2 separate regions of the Mus musculus genome follow, and region 1 is linked to region 2. Evidence: chromatin contacts called from public Hi-C data. All regions are on one chromosome and are shown on one strand. The core of a region is the stretch at or near the end of the contact, and the rest is flanking DNA. Distances in the headings are between cores, read along the strand shown.

What was found. A called contact is a pair of places that touch in the nucleus more often than the background predicts.
Region 1: a contact with region 2 is called in a Hi-C map of rod photoreceptor, with 2.4 times the contacts expected there. The contact joins two enhancer-like sites. A contact is called at or near these places in 1 of 15 datasets of contacts at CTCF or cohesin (pro-B cells), 14 of 484 Hi-C or Micro-C datasets (the AML12 cell line, the MC3T3-E1 cell line, adipose-derived mesenchymal stem cells and 10 more) and 1 of 115 datasets of contacts at active chromatin or transcription factors (astrocytes).

What each region holds. Positions count from the first base shown.
Region 1 is chr10:42,733,233-42,738,895 of GRCm38.p6, forward strand. No RefSeq gene overlaps it. Among named protein-coding and RNA genes, the nearest start is that of Gm15199, 18 kb to the right of the region's middle. Within about 2 kb of position 1,744, at least 3 of the 459 cell types and tissues checked have an H3K27ac peak or open chromatin away from gene starts, as enhancers often do. A contact at or near this core is called in rod photoreceptor, where this site is marked.
Region 2 is chr10:42,521,383-42,526,930 of GRCm38.p6, forward strand. It overlaps Snx3 (sorting nexin 3), which reads left to right. Exons shown (of 4, transcript NM_017472.4): 2 at 4,572-4,667. Among named protein-coding and RNA genes, the nearest start is that of Snx3, 22 kb to the left of the region's middle. Within about 2 kb of position 1,714, at least 27 of the 459 cell types and tissues checked have an H3K27ac peak or open chromatin away from gene starts, as enhancers often do. A contact at or near this core is called in rod photoreceptor, where this site is marked.

The DNA of each region.
Region 1 (5,663 bases), core at 494-2,993, 210 kb after region 2:
GGAGGCTGGGGAAGGGGCTCCTGAGGTAAGCCATGTGGGCCTGTTCTCTCTGGCTGGTTCCTATTGTCCTTTGGCCCGCCCGCTACTGCTTTTCACTCAACCCCAAATTGCTTTCATGGTGACCACAGACAGCACGGTTGTTTCTGCCCAGCTTAGTTTCCTGAGGCACTGGGCCAGTCTGCGCTGTTTCTCACCCTATAGCTCATTTTCTAGGGAGCACTTCCCTTCCCTTTGCAGGTGGGAGAATGGAAGAGGGAACCCCTTGGACTCTGGGGGAGAGCTTTTGAAGCTGAAGTGTGACCTCTTTAGGTAGAGAGACTGAAGGGGTTTATTTTAACTGAGACAGAGAAACCTAGTACCCATGACTTCAGAGGGTCTGTGAACTTCTACAACTGCAGACAAAATGGGAGTTGTTGGGCTGGTGAGATGGCTCAGTGGGTAAAGGTTCTTGCTGCTGAGCCTGATGGCCTGGCCCGAGTTTAACACCCAGGACTATACATGGTAGAAGGAGAAATTCAACTCTTACATATCCTCTGGTACAAACACACACACACACACACACACACACACACACACTAACAAATATAATTTTTTTAAGTGGGTATGCAGGTTACAGGCAAAGCTTGCCACGAGAGCCAGCAGGTATATAAATATTTTTAACTGTAATTTACTCCCAAATTTGTTAAGCTTTCTTTATAAGATCCTCATGAAAGATGATAGTCTACTGAGTTGGGTCTGGATTTCTCAAAGTATTTTCTGTCAGAAGTTACCTGCTGCAGAGTCACTAGGAGAGCCCTGCTGCAGAGTCACTAGGAGAGTTTCAACCAACTCTCCAACCTCCAAAATCCAACCTCCTGGGCTCCACACAAGGTCTTTAAAGTAAGAATCTCCAGGGTGTAGCAGGAGTCATCATTCTACATTTTATTTACTTACGTATGTCTATCTATCCATCCATCCATCCATCCATGTATGTATGTATGTATGTATGTATTTATGTATGATCTATCTATCTATCTATCTATCTATCTATCTATCTATCTATCTATCTATCTATCTTAGAGTCTCACTATGTATCCTAGGATAGCCTTGGTTCTTACTGTGTAGCTTAGGCTAGCCTGAGTTCTCACTGTGTAGCCTAGGATAGCCTTGCACTTACCATGTAGCTGATTTCAGATTTGTAATGTCTTCCTGCTTCAGCCTCACAAGTGCTGCGTATAGGTATGAGCCACCATGCCCAGAATGCTAATTGTTTTTATAGCCTAAGCAAAGTGTCTACTTGACCATCTAAAGACTAAGAATTTGTCTCTGGCAGTGTCCTCTTCTCTCCTCTCACCCACCAGTCTCTCCAGTGGAAGAAGCCATGTGTGTTTGGAGCACATGAAATCAAGAGTTTTTAAAGAAATGGTATTAAAGAGTCAGGAGTTAGTAGTCCACTTGCCATGAAAGCTATCGACTTCACTTATGAACAGTCTTGTCAAATGGGGCAAGGTCCAGTTTTGTATTCCTTGATTGCCATCTGCTGGTGGGTCTCCATATTAGAAAACAGAGATTCCCTGGAAGATTGGTGCATCCTGGAGAGATCTTCTTGCTTCCCAAGGGGGTGTTCCTACAGATGTGTGGCACCAAACCCGACTCAGAACAAGACTTTGAACACCCACAATGGGGAAAGAGAGTCAAAGGCAATGTGGTTGTGGTGGTGTGAATTGGGAGGGGAAGACAGCCATTATAGCAAATTCCTTCACCAACTCAACAGGTATTTGCTGGGCCTCCACTACAGTCTAGATGCGGGGGAGACGGAAAACCGAAGCTCAAGAAGCTGTCTTCATAGAGATTTTACTCTTGGGCATGAGAGATGAAGCAAATGCTAATGTCCGGTGTCTAATTAAGATGGTGCTAAGTGTTCCCGGCCAAATAACTCAGGGCAGAAGACAGACTGCTGGTGGACGGACGGATGGAGGGTGCTGTTTATAGGAAGGTCTGGGCAGGCCTTTAGAAGGCACTTTACATATAAGCCTGAACAAAGTGAATTTTGTTGGATATTTCTCTGTGTAGACCCAGAGCCGAGTTTCCTGTGCAGCACATGGTATAACCCCTCTCCATGGCCAAGAGCTCGATCCTGCGACTGCCCATGTTGCTGAAGAAGCACTGAAGCAAAAAGCGAAGGAGCCAGTGGCTAAACCCTGGTACTGTCCTTTCCCTCTGCTTTATAACTTCTCAGAGCTCTTTCATGCAAATGGAATAATATATGCAGAAATGCTTTGCAGGCGACAAAGTACTATGCAAATGCAAGTAATTAAAGTTGTAACTATTTTAATGCAGTCTGATTTGACCTTCATGGCATCCTTTAAAGGAAATAAGGTGTGTGGTATTATATCCTTTAATAGACAAAAAAAAAAAAAAAAAAAAAAAAAAAACCAAAAACAAAAACAAACCAAAACCCACCCATATACACCTCACTCTAAGTGCCTATGAAGTGACTTAGCCAAGGTCACCATCAAGGCCATACTCAGGACCAGTTTTTTTTAGGAGTAGTATTTTAAAGTTTAGGACTTTCATTCTGGAGACAATAAATTATACTTGATGCTTTTCTTGCCAGGCTTATTTATAACTACATTAATCATCAGAGTTAAAAAGCTTTAGTGCTCAGCAACAGCCTTCAAGGGCTTAATTTCAGACAGTCTAGGTCAGGGGGATTAGCAACAGTCCCAAATGCAAGACACATTACAAAGAAATGTCAGCGTTTCTTTTCCTTCCATTCCTAGGACCAGAGCCCCCACTGGAGGCTCCGCGCTTCAGAGGCCGAGAAGATTTTAGAAAGCCCCACTTTAGGGTGAAAGGCACTCTGGTGGCAAAGTGGCTGGCTAGTAACTTAGGAAACTTACCTTAACACTCCTATTCCTGCCCCCCCCCCGCCACACCCCTCCCCCAACACTCCTCCTATTCCTGCCCCCCCCAGCCACACCCCTCCCCACACCCAAAACTCTTCCTATTCCTGCCCCATACCCCCCCATACCCCTCCCTACCCCCTAACACTCTTCCTATTCCTGCCAACAACTCCTACTACCACTAAAGCTTGGTTCTAGAATTCTTCCCTAAACCTTTCTATAAACTGCTTCTTATATTTTCTTTAAGGACTGGAATTCAGACTTAACTGAAAGTAAAAGAGACCCCAGGTCTTTAGTAGAAGGGTCACAGAAACCTCAAGACTGACCAGAAGAGACCCAGACCTTGAAGGTAGCTTTTTGTAATGTTCTGTCCAGAAGAGAAGCCAGAAGTACCCTATAAGGAACAGAAGTGTAGGCCAAGAGCAAGCTACAGGAACATGGCCAAGCCATCCTCAATTACAACAAAAGCATTGTGAGCCATTTGTGATGGTGAGTGCTAATCCTGGCACATGGGAAGCTGAATGCTAAGATCAGTGCTGTCCTCCTCTAACTAGAGAACTCTGCCCTCGACACTCATGCCACGACATCCAAGCCAGCCACACAAACAAATACATTTCAGGCTTTAAAATTTTGTGGGCTGTGTGCATCTCTGTTTCAAAAAGCCAAAATTGACTGACCAACCAAACGACAAGGACAAAAAACAAAATAAAATAAAGGAAAGAGAGTTTGAGCTAATTATGGGACTGGGTCAGAGTGGGAGCTGATGGCTCGCTTGTTTTACCCCTTGGATGTTTGTTTCTTGTGAGACAGAGTCTCATTCTGCAGCCCCTGCTGTCCAGGAATTTGCTATGAAACCAAGGCCATCTTAACACTCATGGAGAAATTTCTGCTTCAGAGTCATACATGCTCTATGCTAGAAACAGACATGTTTGTGTATATCCATGATGTCAGAATTTATTGAATGATGATACGTTTACAAGTTTTAGCAGATTTAATGACAGCAATTTATCATATAATCTCACCAACTTTGGTGATCCGGCTGATAAAAGTGCATGCTAGGGCACACAACTAGAAATAGGTTTTCCCAGTAAATAACACAATCCCAGGGCTTACAGAGTGATCAGATATCCTGCAACAAGGGTCATAAGGGTTACACGTGCTGTGACATTCAGGCCCAGAGTGAGGAGGAAGCAGTCCTGCTCCTACTGATCTCAGGATGATTTCAGTTTTAATTATTAACTCTCATTTCATACAGTTAATATATCTCTATAACTCTTTCTCTCTGTCTCTGTCTCTCTCTCTCTCTCTCAGGGTGTGTGTGTATGTGTGTGTTTTATATAATGATATTGAGGTGGGAATCTCTGGTTTCATTGGATACTCAGTTGTGTCGTATGATGTTTTTCTGGAAGCTGTCTTATGAGAGGGTGTTTTGCTGAGAACAGACGTGTGTTTTTCTGGAAGCTGTCTGGTGAAAAGGTGTGTGATGTCTTGCTGGAGCAGACACTTGAGAGGACTTGTGATGCTTGGGAAGAGTGTAAGGAAAAGCCAGCTGACAGTGGACAGTGCTCTGCCATGGGTTCGCCTTGCTGCTCCTCGATGGTCTTTGCTTGTCCTGACTTCATAGAGAACATTCTGGCTGCTTCTTGCTGCCTAGGCAGACTTGTGCCAATTGGGGGAGCCTCTCAGGTTCTTCTAGATCGAGCGGCTGCTGCTGATGCATGTTTGGTGTTTTGCTAGTGGACTGGACTGCAGACAATGAAGATTGGAATGGCCCCAAGGAACTTCTCAACAGGTCCACGTCTATCAGCCATCTTCCTACCCTCCTTCAGTAATAAGGGGGACTGAAGCATTTAAGAGTAGGTTTTGAAAAATATAAGCCTACAGAATATGATTTAGAGGCTGAGAGAGTCTGTGTGGGGCCAGAAAGCCATGTGACTGGGAGAGCCAGTCAGGAGCAAGAGGTCGAGAGGAGTCCAAACCCTGAAAAGCTCATCCTGAGATCAGTAGGAGTAGGACTGCTTCCTCCTCGCTCTGGGCCTGAATGTCACAGCACGTGTAACCCTTATGACCCTTGTTGCAGGATATCTGATCACACTGTGAGCCCTAGGATTGTGTTATTTACTGGGAAAACCTATTTCTAGTTGTGTGCCCTAGCATGCACTTTTATCCAAGAGTTTTCTGTTTATTGTAAACAGGATTAAATAAAGTCAACCTTAAGTCAAGAGGCAGAACAAGCAACCAGTTGACAGGGAACGAACCATAGAGACTAAGAAGAAGTCAGGAGGATGTATAGAGAGACACAGGAAGTAGAAGGGAGGGACATTCAATTTGAAGGGTTTTTGAGACTAACACATGACTAGCTAGTACCTGGAATTCCTCTTTATGCAAATGAAGCATTTCTCGCACCTTGGCCCCAGCCTTTGATGTAAACTCACCTGAAAATCCCTACCCACTCCCCACGGTTTATATACCTTTATTCTCCCTCAATAAAAAGAGCTGTTTTACTGAAAACTGTCTCTGGAGAAGGCTGTTTCTCCTGCACTCATGCTGACTAAGATCCTGTCCAATCCACTTGCCCCTGCCAGTGCTGAGCACATTTCTACCAGTCTAGCCTAGTGAGCAATGGTACCTAAATACCCTGAAGGAAAAGCAGATCTGGGGCAGCAAGGCTGTATTGATAGGGTAATAAATTAATAAAATAAGACCAGGAAGGAGCTGCTGGATTCAGGGTTTAAGAGAAGGCTGCAGAGGTCAGCTATGAGATGAAGGCCAAACTGG
Region 2 (5,548 bases), core at 464-2,963:
TCCTGCCTGTTCCTGCTGAGGTGTCTTCATCTCACTTCCTACAACAGAGTTGTTCTAGTTCATGGCTACCCTGGGCCTTTCAGCTTTCCCTTAGAGACACTTTATCATCCAGAGAGAGTCATGAGTCACCCCTGTAATCTGGAGCACACGTGCTCATTCAGAAGACTGCCGTTTGGGTCTCAGTACCCACATTTGCAGCTCACAGCTAACTGCCCGTGACTGCAGCATCAGGGATGCAGTGCCCCTGTCCTTTGGGCACATGTACTCTCAAACACACACACACACACACACACACACACTTATGAAAGAGAAAAATCTTTAAAAAGAAAAAAAATTCCATCATTGAGAGCTCTGAGGGGAGATCACATGGCCAGCCTGGGCTCTAGATAGAGTGAGTCCCTGTCACAGTGTCATTGTCCTGGTCAGATAGCTCAGTTTCCTGCTTTTGTGTATGGTTGGTTTGATGTAGTGGGGGAGGCTGTAAAGGCATTGCGGGGGGGGGGGGGAGGGATTATGAGATCCCAGGGCTTTTCATATATTCTGCAAGGCTCCATTGATGAACTAAACTACTCCAAGTCCTATTTGTGGTGTTTTAACCACACAAATTCAGATTTTTATATCATTTCTATTTTCCTTGGTGTTTCATGAGCGTCAAGAGGGATTGTTCTGCATTTTATTCATTGTTCTAAACAATGATTTCATATTTAGCACAGTTGTCTTATGGATGCTTGGTAAATAATAGTCTGCCAACGTTGGAAGGTAGGGGGAATATCCAGCTACAGGCTCTTTTTATAAGCATTAAAGAAATTGGAGGGCTGGCAAGATGGCTCAGCAGTTTAGAGTGCTGATTGCTCTTCGGAAGGTCCTGAGTTCAAATCCCAGCAACCACATGGTGGCTCATAACCATCTATAAGGAAATCTGATGCCCTCTTCTGGAGTGTCTGAAGATAGCTACAGTGTACTTACATATAATAATCCCAGCACTTGGGAGGCAGAGGCAGGCGGGTTTCTGAGTTCGAGGACAGCCTGGTCTACAAAGTGAGTTCCAGGACAGCCAGAGCTATACAGAGAAACCCTGTCCTGAAAAGAAGGAAAAAAAAAAAAGTAAATCTTAAAAAAAAAAAAAAAAAAAGAAAGAAAAGAAAAGAAGAAATTGGAAGTAGCCAAACAAGAGCTTGCAATCAAATAGTAGGAGCTCAGTAGTTCAAACAAAAACAAGACAGTTTTTTTTTTCTTTTGATCAGGTAAGTTGAAGTGATCTTTAATGATCAAGATAACTTCTTTTTTAGACTCATGTGTATGAGTGGTGTGTGTGTGTGTGTGTTGTGTACCATGTGTGGGTTATTGTCCACAGGGGTCAGAAGAGAACTTTGGGTCCTCTGAAGCTGAATTTACAGAAAGCTGTGAGCCACCACGTGGGCGCTGGGGATCAAACCCGGGTCCTCTGGAAGAGTAGCCAGTGCTTCTAAATGCTAAGCCTCAAGAAAACTTGATTCTTGAGACATATATATAGTACAGGCAGGTCTCACACTTCTGTAGCTGAGGGTGACAGTTCTGAGCCTTATATCTAATGCTGGCCTTGCTAGCTGCTCCTGAAATTAATTAGGAAAAACATTGACAGACACCTGCAGTCAAGCTCAGTATTCTAAGTGTAATGGGAAAATAATAATCTGATTGTTTGTTCTTACAGTGCTAGAGAGCCTCTACTGGGCAAAGGCTCTCCCGTCATTAGTCCGTCACACCCTAAGCCCAGAGTTTCCTGCTAGACCTTGTCAGAACTCCAGTGTAGCACTTGTACAAGAAGAGAAATTATATCCAGCTGAGTAAACTTTAAAGATCCCTTTTCAAATAGAAAAACTACAAGCTAATATAGAAGGGAAGAGACTTTCCTCTCATTCCTCACTCAATTAGAGAGAATCAGATATAATCATGATTGTGTCAAAAGTTCAAAAGGGAAAATGGGAGGTAAAATGAGCCGAGCTGGCTCTCTGCCCTCAACATTGTACCTGTAAGCTTGATATGTTGTTTGAGAGATTAACTTTACAGACTTCCGTACCCAGAAGTATGAAAATTCTTGGGGACCTCTTTTCACAGGCTTGATCTTAACATACTGAATAAAGAGAGCAGTTAATCCCTTTTGTAAAGTAATTTGAGAGGAGGGAATTCAGAATGTAAAATCTCACCTGCAGAAACACTCAGCTCTGTAAAGACCTTTCTATCTTTAGACACTTACAAAGACTTAATATTTTAATGCGGAAGGGTGAGCCTGGCTAAAAAGCCAGTGGGTGAAATTAGAGAGACATAATCCAGCGCTTTCTTTCTGGGAATCATCATCCCGCTCTCCAGGGGACCTGGTGCTTTCCCTTCTGAGGAGTGAGAATGCCCCTCTGTATAGCAAGCCAGCGCCTCTTAAAGGCAAGTTTGACTTTTAGTATAATAAGAGTCTTGTTAGGTGCAATTTTGCTCCTAGTCATTAATACAATGAACAAATGTTGTGGTTACCTGGGAAAGAAAGCTCAAGTGCTTTCAAACCTCTCGTGAGGTCGGGTTTCATGCTTGAAACCTATACGCTGTTATGCCCAGTAGCATCTGCAGAAGGCTCCAAGCTTTAAGCTGTACAACATAGAAGGGAATACACTTTGGAAAAAATTGACACCACTACAAACTGAACTCAAGGTCCTGATGAATAGAAGGCATTCTTCTGTTTACTGACGGCATTAAACTTAGCTAGTGAGCAGAGTGCTCGAAGCAATGGACGCCACAGCAAGGTCGGTGCCTTGGTCTACACAGCAGGAAGTGCTCACCTCCAGGTGCCTCAGGGTTTTTTTGATTCTCAGCTATAAAACAGTTTTCAGTTTCCAAGTGCAATACTGAATTAAGAATAAAATTGACCCAAGAGAGTCGGTAGAATTAAGTAGAACTTTAATAGAGCTTGGCATTTGCTGCATGAAGTAATTTCTGAGCTCTACGGTAAACTTTGTAACAGGGACTTTGCACTTGATATCCCACTTTGCCTCCAGAGTACAAGGATTATAATTCTTACATGCATATTAAAATATTTTTTTGGCTAATGATAAAAATGGACTTGTGGTTTTGTTTTTTTCTCAGCTAGGGATTGAATCCAGGACCTCGGCTTTCCAGTTAAGCACTTTACTACTAAGCTGCACCTCGCCCCCCAGCCAATTCTTATTTGAATGTTCCTTAACATTTGTTTATTTGTATGTGAACACGTGCACATGCCACAGTACCCATGTGGAAGTCAGGACAGCTTGCAGTAGTTAGCTCCCCGCCTTGGATCGCATGAGTTTCTGGCATTGGATTTTTGCTTGATAGAAAGTGCACCTTTACCTGCCCTGGCCATCGGGACCCTCTTGTTACTGGATCAGGAATGCTGGGGGTGCACATCTTTAATCTCAGTGCTATTAGGAGGCAGAGATGGAAGATACCTGTGAGTTCAGAGTCAACCTGGTCTGCATAGTGAGTTCCAGGATAGCCAGGGCTATATAGAGAGGCCTTGTTTCAGCCTCCCTCCATGCCCACCCACTCCCCCAAAGTTGGCAGAAATAGCAACAAGTAGTCTTTAGTCCAAAAATTGTGTTGCATTATGACTAACCTCCGAATACTCAGCATCATGGTCTCAGTTCTTAAAATGCCCTCCCCTGTAAAGCTCTGCATCGTTTAAAGACTATGGGCATGTGCCCATGAGTACAGTAGCCAGAGACCAGAGAAGGTACTGGATCTCTCGGAACCCGTTACAAGTGGTTGTGAGCCACCAGCATGGGTGTGGAGGGCTGCACTTGATCCTGCAGAAGGATTCTTGCTCTCTCCAGCCCCTTAGTTACCCTTTATGTTAGGGTCTGTTTTGTTTTATATGACTCCTAATTTTCTCCTAGTGATAAATAAATTCTAACACTCCCTGACCTTTTGGGTACCCTAAGGTTGTAAATTAAGGGTACCATTTAGGGTCTAGGGAGATGCTCAGCAAATGACAGTGCTTGCCATGCATGTTCAGCCTCTTAGAACCCCTGCTGGAAAGCTGGATGACATGGTGGCAGGCTTCTGTAACCCCAGCTTTCCGACAGCAGGATGACTCGCTCAGAGCTGGCAGGCCAGACACACGAGAATACACAGATTAGCAGCTAAAACAAGACACCCTACTTCAAAACATGGTAGAAGGAAAGAACTAACCCACAAGGTTGTGCTCAGACCTCCACGTGCACACCCAGACACCCTCTCACCCACATTCAAGAGAAGTGAATTTCAAAGGAGAAAACAAAACAGTTACATTTTTGAACTGGAGATGAGACTCAGGTTGGTGTGAGGAGCCGCTGCTCCGGCCCAGCATTGCCAAAAGAAGAGTTAACTGGCCAGGACAGGATGATAGCAAGTTCAAGGCCTGCCTAGTCTACATAGTGAGGGGTAGTCAAGGCTTAGCCTGGGCATTGTGCTTAATAATGTTACAGTGTTTGTATGGTAACCATGTTTGTCACCTTATCAGTGTGCCAGACATTTCCCTCCCTTTCTGAATGTCTTAATGTTCTTCAACTTAGGAGTGACTGTTTTGCTTTCAGACAAATCTTCCTATCTTCAAGCTGAAGGAATCTACTGTTAGAAGAAGATACAGTGACTTTGAGTGGCTTCGAAGTGAACTAGAAAGAGAGAGCAAGGTAAGACTTATTTACAGTGGAGCTATGCTTTTCTGACTTACCATGTAACTTTAAAGCAAAATGTGCCAGTTCTAACTTAAGAGCTCCAGAATGTGGGTGAAAGCCGGTGCAGGACTTATGTGAAGGGTCCATCTCAGGCTGTACCTGAGTAGAGGACAGTCGTCCTCACTGTTCAGAGCTCTTTTTTCTGCTCAGTAGTGCAACTGGGCCTTTGCAGCTTGACGTTGTAATAGCCCTTCTCAGTCCTTCCTCATCCTCAAGGGCAGTATAATTTTCCAATTTTGTTTAACTCATAGTCTGCATATTTTATTATCTCACACGTATGTAGAAGTTTCATAAAAATGATGATCTTATTGTCTGGTAGATGGATATTCTTGAGATGAGCTTGTGTGGGCATAGGAGACACACCTGAGAAGTCTTATATATGATATTGTTTTGGGGCTGTGCACACAGACTTAGCAGAGTGTGAGGAGTTTAAAAGCTAAACCCAGGTTTTTATAGGAGCATAGTTTATAACACAGATATCATGAGTAGAGACCAGGGGTGCATCTCAGTGGCAAAGTGCATGTTTAGCATGTACCAAACCACATAGAAATCAGTGGACAGGTGAATTCAGTTAAAGACTTTGGAAAATCTGGAGAGTATTAAGGACTACAATATACGGCTGCTGGTAATTGTAGATAGAAGATCTAACTGTCTAAAACAAGTAGGAAATAAAAAACATAAAGCCAGGCATGGTGGCCCACGCCTTCAATCCTAGGAGACAGAGGCAGGAGGATCTCTGAGTTCAGGCTAGTCAGTTTCAGGACAGCTAGGGCTACAAAGAGAAACCCTATCTCAAAAATCAAATGTATGTACATTCATATGTATGTATATGATAA